Linked DNA regions of Oryctolagus cuniculus: region 2 is linked to region 1. Evidence: chromatin contacts called from public Hi-C data. All regions are on one chromosome and are shown on one strand. Each heading gives the region's core, a stretch centred on a gene start, on an enhancer-like site or on the middle of the called end of the contact. The rest is flanking DNA. Distances are from core to core; before and after follow the strand shown.

What was found. A called contact is a pair of places that touch in the nucleus more often than the background predicts.
Region 2: a Hi-C map of an unstated tissue shows a contact between it and region 1, with 4 times the contacts expected there. The contact joins the enhancer-like site here to the promoter of RFESD in region 1. A contact is called at or near these places in 3 of 6 Hi-C or Micro-C datasets (ear pinna, skin fibroblasts and an unstated tissue).

Annotation. Positions count from the first base shown.
Region 1 is chr14:18,239,282-18,244,647 of mOryCun1.1, reverse strand. RFESD (Rieske Fe-S domain containing) reads right to left here and starts at 2,061. Exons shown (of 5, transcript XM_017344610.3): 1 at 1,429-2,061; 2 at 867-992.
Region 2 is chr14:18,431,990-18,437,214 of mOryCun1.1, reverse strand. No RefSeq gene overlaps it. Among named protein-coding and RNA genes, the nearest start is that of GLRX, 27 kb to the right of the region's middle. Within about 2 kb of position 1,969, at least 1 of the 8 cell types and tissues checked has an H3K27ac peak or open chromatin away from gene starts, as enhancers often do.

The sequences.
Region 1 (5,366 bases), core at 812-3,311:
GGTTCAGCCTCCAATCAAGAAAAACTGTAGGAACCCTGAACACTGCAGGAGCCTTTGAAAGGGCTGATAAGAAGTGGTCAGGAAGGCTGGGGCTAACTGATAGAGTTCAGAGAATCAGACGACAGCCTTGCATTCTGCTTAAGAAAGTATTACCTCATCCTTGGAGGAAGAGTCCCCCCCCCACATGATATATGGCACTATTTATGCCAGCTGGTGACTATTCAATACTCACGCGCATGCTATTCTTAATTAAATACTACGGACGTCATGGCTCATTCTGACAAGGCCACGTGGAGCATGTTAACGACTGCTACTCTGATGAGCTATCCAGATGCTCCCATTGCCTGCATATTGAGTCTACTTTAAGATTGCACAATCTTCGCTGAAAATGTGTTACACTGACAGATTAAATTGTATGTATTTTCTGTGAACAACCCTATGCACTGACGTATATACACACTGTGGCATGACCAAATGTAGCTGAATAAGCTATGCATACCTCAGTTACTGCTTTTGTGGGGAGAACACTTTACAACAGCACTCTGCAAGAATACATCATGAACTACGATCACATCATGAACTATGTACAACAGATCAAAACCAGCAGAATCTTAACAAGAGAAAAGTGGAATAATGAAAATACTTACCCTCGAAAAACTGTCTTGAAGAAAAACGTCTCATCTGTCCTTAAAATTAGGTTTCTAAAGGTGCTCATTCCATAGAAAATTATAAATTAGCAGAATAGACCCTCAGTACTACTAGATACTTATTCAGCACAGGTTGAACTTTCAAAAAAAATATTTTAACTCAGCTGAGTTTTCAAAGGACACTGGACACAACACAGATATGAAATTAAAGGTACTTACTTGTCGCTCTCCTGAGCAGTGACTCAGGCGCTTCTACGGAGTCTGGGGACTTGGCCCACACATGCTCAGAATGCTTATCTGCAGGGTGACACTCGCGTTTAGGTCAAGAGCAGTCCTTGTATTCCACTGGAAGACACAGTGACAATAGATAAAAACTGTCAGAGGGGTTATTACTTGGACACATTTCCTATGTTAGCTCATTAATCCTCAGAAAACCACCAGAAGGAAAGGTGCTCCATTTAGGCAGCACCATGGATTTATATATATATATACATACACTCATATATAAATATATAATTATTTGAATTATATAATTATATATTTATATAATTATATAAATATAATATGTATTATATACATACATAAAAAACACGTGGCCTCCCAGTAAACCATCCTGAAGGCACAACTTTTTAGCAAAAATTTATAGTGATATACTGTGAGTTCTAACACCGATACGTATATACCTATCACCAAATAGGACGATCCTGAACTTTTTTTTTAAATGTAGGAACGCTAATGTGCCCGAGTTGTGTCCACAAATGTTTGAAAATTGGATACTTGCCTAATATCTTAATAAAATCATGTAGCTGTTCTGAAAACTGCCACCACCGTCTGATATTAAAGACCTGTGACCATAGGTGAGCTCCACCTGGGCTCGAATCCCGGCGTGGGGTGATTTGGGGCACGTGGCTTAATTTCTGGGCTGTGGTCTGTAACGAGGGCCTGGCACACCGCGAGGCAGAGGGAAACTGCGTGGGACTCGCTCAAACCAGGGTCGCCGTCAGCGCCACGGTCCTTCCAGTCCTGGCAAGTTTGCCCAGCGTGACCACGCGTTCTATTTCACAGACTAGCAGAGCGCTGCACAGAGCCTGAACTGGGCCGTGCAGGTGCAGCGGATTCCCCCGCCCAATATTCCAGCGGGGCCGCAGAAACCCGCCAACAGCCCTCATATTCAGCGCGCCATCTAGGCCGGCAAAGCTTGTTAAAGGCGCTGCGCTGCCGCCCTCAGGGTGAGCCTCCCGTGCCTGGGCACAACTATGCACCGAGGTTTAACGGTTCAGCAACGCAGAACGCAGGCCCTGGAGGGCCGAACTGCTCCAAGCAACCTCCAGAAGCAGCCAGCCGGCCACAGCCACCCAACCACAACCCCCGCCGCCGGAAGCCTGCGCTCGGGGCCGCGGGCCCGGCCGGAAGCAGCTGGCCCCGCGAGCCCCGCCCCGCTCCCGGCCGCCCAATCGCGCGCGGCGAGAACAGAATTGGCAGTTTTGGAGCCCTTGCTCCGCCCCCCTCAAGACCCGCCCTCCGCTGCCTCTGCGAGATGCGGCTGCGCGAGCCATCGCGGGGCGGGGCGGAATCGTCCACGTGACCTTGGAGGCCCGCCCCCGGCGACGGCCCCTGTGGCCTCCAAGGACCCGGGCTGGCAGGGGCCGGATGTCCCGGCGTTCCGGCCGCGCCTGGGAACTGGCTGACTGAGCCCTGTGTTTGACAAATTGAGTGTCATCATTTATTCTTTAGGCGTTGACCTCACTACATTTATCCAAATATTAAGTGCACCCAGCCGTCACACTCCTAGGAGTTTACCCCAAAAAACTACTTGGAAAAGTTCCTCATGATGCATATAATTCTTAGGTAAAGGTGCAAGGGAAGAGTGACAACAGCTAATGGGATCATCAACACGGGAATGGTTCAATAAAATACAGTTCAAGCAGGTGAACTACCCCGTATACGCGGAGAGTAGGTTCATGAGCCGATGAACGTTAGAAGGAAAAGTGCAGAATGAGATCTATTGTACTGTCTACAGTGTGAACCCAAATTGTTTCTCACATGAGAGGTAAACGTTAAAAAGCAATCCAGAACATAACAGTAGTTCCTTTGGGGGCAGATAAAGGGTTTCACTTTTATATTTTGGATTCATAATTTTTCTTCCTCTTTATACTTCCCTGAATTAAAAAAAAAAAAAGCACACCAAAACCCTCATACTTGTGGTCAGAGCTCAAAGTATATGAATTTGATGGATTTTAAAAGATATATATTTATTTATTTGATAGTAAGAAAGAGAGGTTTCCCATCTGTTATAAATACCTGCAGTGGCCAAAACTGGGCCAGGTCAAAGCCAGGATCCAGGAACTCACTCTGGGTTCCCCATGTGAGGGGAGAAACCCAAGTACCTGAGCCATCACCATTCCATCTAGGGTCTGTGTTAGCAGGAAGCTAGAGCCAGGACCTGCTGCTGGGATCAAACCCACATGCTCTGATATGGGATCCAGGTACCTTACCCCTAAGCCAAACACTTACCTCCAATGGGCTTTTAAAGTTCCCTTTACTGTCCTCTAATGGGAGTGATTCTGAACCCAGCTTATGCCATAGAGCCACGTGGGAATTTTTAGAAGCCATGATAGGAGCTGGTGCTGTGGCGCAGTGGCACATCGAGTTAAAGCCCTGGCCCGCAGCACTGGTATCCCTTATGGGAACCGGTTCGAGTCTCAGCTGCTCCACTTCTGATCCAGCTCCCTGCTAATGCATCTGGGAAAGCAGTGGAGGATGGCCCAAGTCCTTGGGTCCCCACACCTATATAAGAGACCCACAGGAAACTTCTGGCTCCTGGCTTTGGATTGGCTCAGCTGTGGCTATTTGTGGCCATTTGGGGAGTGAACCAGTGAATAGAAAACGCCTCTCTCTCTCTCTCTCTCTTTTAAATAAATAAATAAAATAAACCTTAAAAAAATGTCATGATACCAAATCATGTCTGCATTCCAGGTCAGTGAAATAACATGTTGGTGAGGGAAGGAGGATTTGAAATAATGTTTTAGGCCGGCGCCGCGGCTCAATAGGCTAATCTTCCGCTTTGCGGCGCCGGCACGCTAGGTTCTAGCCCCAGTCAGGGGGCCGGATTCTGTCCCGGTTGCCCCTCTTCCAGGCCAGTTCTCTGCTATGGCCCAGGAGTGCAGTGGAGGATGGCCCAAGTGCTTGGGCCCTGCACCCCATGGGAGACCAGGAGAAGCACCTGGCTCCTGCCTTCGGATCAGCACGCCGGCCGCAGCGGCCATTGGAGGGTGAACCAACGGCAAAAGGAAGACCTTTCTCTCTGTCTCTCTCTCTCACTGTCCACTCTGCCTGTCAATAAATAAATAAATAAATAGAAATAACGTTTTAACTTCCCAGGTAATTCCAGTGTGAATCCAAGCTTGAAATTTAATATGCTGACATAGTAGATCTCAGGACCCAGGGTGGCCCTGCCGACCTGGGACAGCTGAAATCCGGGAGCCTTGTCCATTTGCCCCACAGTGCCATTTAAATGCCATCTTTAAGTGAGCCTCCACATGTAAGAAGCTGAGAAGCTGAGAATAAGGATTTGCCTCCAGCGCTAGTTTCTCCTGGTTGTGTTTTGTTCAGCATAGTTTATATAAGTGATCAGTATGTTTAAAGGAATCATTTCCCCTTTGACAATTTTAAAAAATTTTATTTGAAAGGCAGAGTTACAGACACAGGGAGAGACAGAAAGGATCTGCCATCCACTGGTTCATGCCCCAAATGGGTGCAATGGCCGGGGCTGGGCCCTGCTGGAGCTAGGAACCTGGAACTCCATCTGGGTCTCCCACATGGATTTAGGGGCCCAAGCATTTGGACCATCCTCTGCTGCTTTCCTAGATGCATTAGCAGGGAGCTGGATGGAAAGTGGAGCAGCTGGGACTCAAACCAGACCTTTATCACAAGCTGGCATTGCAGGCAGTAGCCCAAACCACTGCACCACAATGCCTGTAGCCATCTCAGGGCACGTCCTACAATTTCTCTCCTTGGAACCAATTTGCATTTTACTTCGTTCCTTCTTCCCTATGCTGTTTGATTGCCTTGGTTTTCCCTGCTTCTAACTTTGACCTACTAGCGACACCTTGCGGTGTCAGTGGCATGATACACTTCCAGCTTTGTCTCTGGCTATCTTGAGATTCAGTTTCAACTGGCCCTTCTCATCTAGGTGAGCCCAGCCTGTCTGCTCTGACCATCAGGCCCTTGGAGCAGCAGTCCCTTCCTGTTAGAGAATTTTTAAAGAGGCTGCTTTCTCCCTGGAGAGCCCGCGAAGGCACATGTGTGCTGCTAGGTTCACTGTAGGGAGGTTTGCAGGGAATCCACCCATGTGGACTTGCTGCTTCTTCAGACCAAGAAAGGGTGATGGCACTGCCCTTACTATGTGCTTGGAACTCAGATCATAGACAGTGAGGGTGGCCGTGAGTACTCCTATCTGCTGATGACTCCTTCCTGAATGTCGTTCCACGTACGCCTACTGGGGGTGCCCAAACATCTCCACCTGGATATTTTCATGCTTCCCACACTGCCCACCTGCTGCCACACATTTGCCAAATCCACTTATTTTTTTGAGCCCATGTGGTTAGTTTTGATTAGTGGGTCCTGCGTGAAAAACCAGTGTGTCACTTCTAAACTGAGGCACAAAAGGGTGGACCACCCCTCTTTTTCTGACACAAAAATTAACAGTGTTCTAAGTGA
Region 2 (5,225 bases), core at 720-3,219, 190 kb before region 1:
GACAGGCAGAGTGGACAGTGAGAGAGAGAGACAGAGAGAAAGGTCTTCCTTTGCTGTTGGTTCACCCTCCAATGGCCGCCGCAGCCGGCGCACTGCGCTGATCCGATGGCAGGAGCCAGGTGCTTCTCCTGGTCTCCCATGCGGGTGCAGGGCCCAAGCACTTGGGCCATCCTCCACTGTACTCCCGGGCCACAGCAGAGAGCTGGCCTGGAAGAGGGGCAACCGGGACAGAATCTGGCGCCTCGAACAGGACTAGAACCCGGTGTACTGGTGCCACAAGGCGGAGGATTAGCCTAGTGAGCCATGGCGCCGGCCCCACTTGGTTCCTTTTAAGGATTCTTATTCTTATTTTTAACTGCTAATGCATTCTCTTACCTTCTTTGGCAAATAATTTTTTTTTAAAGTTCTTGAAAAATGGAATTAAAGTTCAGTTTGTTATAAAATAGTTTGAAATTCATGAATACAATCTTCAAAACATTACTGAAAAAATATATATTTTTTATTTTTTTTTTCTTTGACAGGTAGAGTTATAGACAAGGAGAGATAGAGACAGAGAGAAAGGTCTTCTTTCCATTGGTTCATTCCCCAAATGGCCACCACGACCAGCGCTGCACGGATGCGAAGCCAGGAGCCAGGTGCTTTCCCCTGGTCTCCCATGCGAGTGCAGGGGCCCAAGCACTTGGGCCATCCTCCACTGCACTCCCGGGCCATAGCAGACAGCTGGACTGGAAGAGGAGCAACCAGGACTAGAACTCAGCACCCATATGAGATGCTGGTGCCACAGCAGAGGGTTAACCAAGTGAACCACGGCCCTGAAAATATATATTTTTAAAAGCTGCATTTTCTTGTGCCAAAATAAATATATTTTAATTCCATTAACAATTTTTAAATATTTATTTATTTGAAAGGCAGGATGACAGAGGGAGGGAAAGAAACAGAAGAAGGGATTTCCTTTCTGCTGCGGTCACTCCCCAGATGGCTACAACAGCCAGGCCTGCACCAGGAGCCAGGAACTCCATCCGGGTCTCACACAAGCCTGCAGGACCCCAATTACTTGGGCCATCATCCACAGCCTTCTCAGGTACCTTAGCAAGAAGTTGGATGAGCAGCGGAGCAGCCAGGACTCAAACCAGCACTCTGATATGGGCTGCCAACACTGTAAGCAGTGGTTTAACTCCCTGTGCCACACCAGCCCCTCCATGAACTTTTAGATGTGTCCTGTAGGTAGGTAGAGAGAAGAAGAGAAAGAGAGGGAGAGAGGGAGGGAGGGAGGGAGGGAGGGAGAGAGAGAGAGATGGATCGCAAGCTTACTTTAATCCTTGATCTGTTTGCTCTGAAACTTCTGTTTTGGGAAGTGTGTTTGGTGCAGTTTGGGTCTTTCCCGTGATGTAATTTTCCTCCTCAAAGGTGGAATTTTCCTGCCCTGTGGACTCCGTGGAAAGGGGGACTGGCCACTCCGTGGCACCCTGCATGGGGCGATTAGTGGGCGGAGGGGTGGTGATGAGCCCCCAGCAGCAGCGCCCCTGCTCCCACCCCCATTGCCCTCACTGCCCCCTGCAGCTCTGCCTGTCCAGATTCACCTTTAACCTTTAGGGAGAAGAGCAAGGGGGCGGGGTGGGGAATGCGGTTTGTGTCATTCCTAGAATCCCCGTTCCCTCAGCTGGGCAACCAGCAGGAAGTGGGGACGCTAAATGGATGATTAATCATTTTCAACCCAAAGGACAAGAGAGGAGGAAGAAGTCTCACAGGAAGCCCAGCTGAGCCCCAGCTGTGCTGGCTTGGGTCGTGGCTCCCTCCGAGTGACCCTGCTGCCCTCTTTGTCACGTGGCCCCCAACAGTCGTCCCCCTCACCCCCCCCCCCGCCCCCCGCGCTCTCTAAAGCTGGTGTCCTGAGCCCTGGGCAGGGGCTCTGGAGTTCCTGACCCCGTGACCCCTCTGTGTCTGTGTCTACATTTCTAGGAAACTTGGAGGCCGCCTCCGAAGTGCCCCAGATTTCTCTCCACCCGTCAAACATGTGCCTGATTGCTCAAGCGGGCAGGAAGCGAGGGTGGAAGCCAGCCACTGTGGCTAGGACTGGCCAGCTGGGTGGGACCCAGAGCTTCAGGCCATGCAGAAAAGCAGGCTGGGAAAGAACGCAGCCTGTGACATGTCACTTACTGAGAAGCGTCCTCAGCACCTCTCTCGGAGAGACAGAGGCATTTCCTGGGCCACAGAAGCCCTCACAGGTGTGCTGGGCCAGGGGCTCACAGAGCAAGGCCAAGGCTGAGCGCTCCTGAACCCACACACCTTGGCTTCTGAAACACACCCTGCAAACGCCCGTCTGCCAAAAAGCCACCTCTTCCTCTGTTATGGTAAAGAGCTCAGAATTGGAATTTTCAAAATTCCCGAAGTTAGAACCACAAACCTTCACAGTGGTTAGTGGAAAATGAAATCTAAGCATAAATTGATCTTGCAATGAAGACTTTGCAGAATCTTCCAATAGTGCACAGAAAGTATATATATATATATATATATATTTTTTTTTTTTGACAGGCAGAGTGAACAGTGAGAGAGAGAGACAGAGAGAAAAGTCTTCCTTTGCCGTTGGTTCACCCTCCAATGGCCGCCGCGGCCGGTGTACTGCGGCCAGCGCACCGCGCTGATCCGATGGCAGGAGCCAGGTACCTCTCCTGGTCTCCCATGGGGTGCAGGGCCCAAGGACCTGGGCCATCCTCCACTGCACTCCCAGGCCACAGCAGAGAGCTGACCTAGAAGAGGGGCAACCGGGACAGAATCCAGCGCCCCGACCAGGACCAGAACCCGGTGTGCCAGCACCACAAGGTGGAGGATTAGCCTAGTGAGCCACGGCGCTGGCCAGAAAGTATATATTTTGAAAACAAATCCATGCATGGGTTTCGAAACTCTTTGTGCCAAAATAAGCTTTTCTTAATTCTATTTTTCTTTTTTAAATTCTTTTGTTTAAGATTTTAAAAAATTTATTTATTTGAAAGTCAGAGTTACAGGGGGTGTGGTGAGAGATCTTCCATCTACTGGTTCTCTGCTCCAAATGGCCCCAACAGTAAGGGCTGGGCCAGGCAGAAGCCGGGAGCCAGGAGCTTCATCCAGGTTTCCCACATGGGTGGCAGGGGCCCAAGCACTTGGACCATCTTCCACTGCTCTTCCAGGCTCCTTAGCAGGGAGCTGGATCAGAACTGGAGCAGCTGGGACTGGAATCAGCACTCATATGGGATACTGGCACTGCAGGTGGCAGCTTAACCCACTGTGTCACAGCACCGACCCCTTTAATTCCATTTTTCCACAAACTTTTTCTTAAAGTCTTTCAAACTTGAATGTCTCAGCTCCTGAATATGCCAATATTTCTCCCTGGAGAGCTCAGAATCTTCCCAGCTGCCAAATGGGGTGTCCCTGAACATCGTGGCACAACTCACAAACATGGGATGCAAACATTCCACACTGAGGTCTGTATCAGCATTCATGTACACTCTCAGGGGGATGTAATTAACTTGCTGTTCTAATATACACAAAATACCAGTGCATGAATACATCATACTAGCTCTTCCATGCCGGTGCCAAAGATGTGTGCTAAGATGGCTCTCGGAGTTTACATGAGTTCGTGTGTCTAGCTAGGCCTTGTAACAAATCAGAGACCATCAGAGCTGACGATGGGTGGATGGAGGGAGGGGTGGTTGACAACAGACTAGAGGGACAGACATAAAGTAAAAGCTGAGTGAGTCTATTGATTTTCCAGGCCCAGGAAGGCAGGATGGTGACAAGAGCCCCTGGTTAAGCAGTAGCTCATTGAGCCAGAAAGTCAAGTTTTCTAAGTGCCAGCCAGGGGAGGTGTCTGGTTATTGCTAAGTGAGGATTGAAATCCAGAACTCTGGGAAGGACAGAATGAGTCTGCAGGTCTGAACACAGTTGGCTCACCATTCAGGAAACAGTCTTTGAGTCCAGCACCCCACAGTCACTGCAAGTTCAGGGTCCCTCATCAGCTTCTGCTGGCCGGAGCCAGCCTCGTGAAACACAGAAGTCAGCTGTGAGCTCTGCTAGCGAGAAACTTCTCCCTCTTGCTCCTCCCAGCGACCTCGTATGCACAGCAGGTATTCCCGTCCTCACTTCCGGAGCTGCAGACCAAGGCACGCACATGCTGAATAACTGTCCAAGGTCAAGTTCGGATTCAGGCTGGGGCTTACAGCCCACACTCCTAGCCCCACTTCTCTACCAGAGGCACAGATCTAAAATCCGTAATTGATGTGTGCTACTTCTTTAATTTCAGTTATGAAAATTACAAGGACACTTTAGGCTAAATAAATATTAATTCAAAGGTGACTTTGATGGGCCAGCCCTGTAGTGTAGCACATTAAGCCACTGCTTATGACACTGGCATCCCATATCAGAGAACTGGATGGAGTCCTGGCTGCTCCACTTCCAATCCAGCTCCCTGATTATGCACCTAGGAAAGCAGCAGTTGGGCCCCTGCCACCCAGATGGGAGACCCAGTTGGAGTTCTAGACAGCTGGTTTCAGCCTGACCCAGTCCCAGCCATTATGGCTACTTGGGGAGATGGAAGATCTCTATTTATCTATCTCTCTCTCTGCCTTTCTGTCACTCTACCTTTCATATAAAGAAAAAAATATTTTATAAAAAGAGTACTTTGAGTAATATTAAGAACTAGGTTTAACTTGGGATCTGATTTTGTAAAATGTTGATTATGAAGAAAATAAAATTATATATTTTCCTGATCTCCCTTCCACAGGCTCACTACCCAGATGCTCAAAACAAGGAGCTGAGAGAAACCCAGGTCTCCCACGTGGGTGGCAGGGACCCAAGTACCTGAACCATCCTGCTGCCTCCCAGGGAGTGCACGAGCAGAAAGCTGGGGTCAGAGTGCGACCAAGATGCATTCTGATACAGGACCTGGGCACCCCAGGCAGCAGCTCAGCCAGTGCACCAGATGCTGAGCCCCAGAGGAATATCTTCTAGTTGGAAATAAATGGCACTTTTTTTTTTTTTTTTTTTTTTTTTTTTTTGCCATCTCTCCCTGTGCATATATCTGCAGTCCCTTCAGAGGCCTGAACCTTGGGGAAGGCCCCTGCAAGCACAACGCATCTCCTGGAGTTCAGCAGGAACCATGACATAGAGTAGAATCATGACCAGTGTCTCCTTGTCTTTTGGAGCGCTTTAGGTTTTAGAAATAGGGGATATGTGATAAATGTGATGGCTAC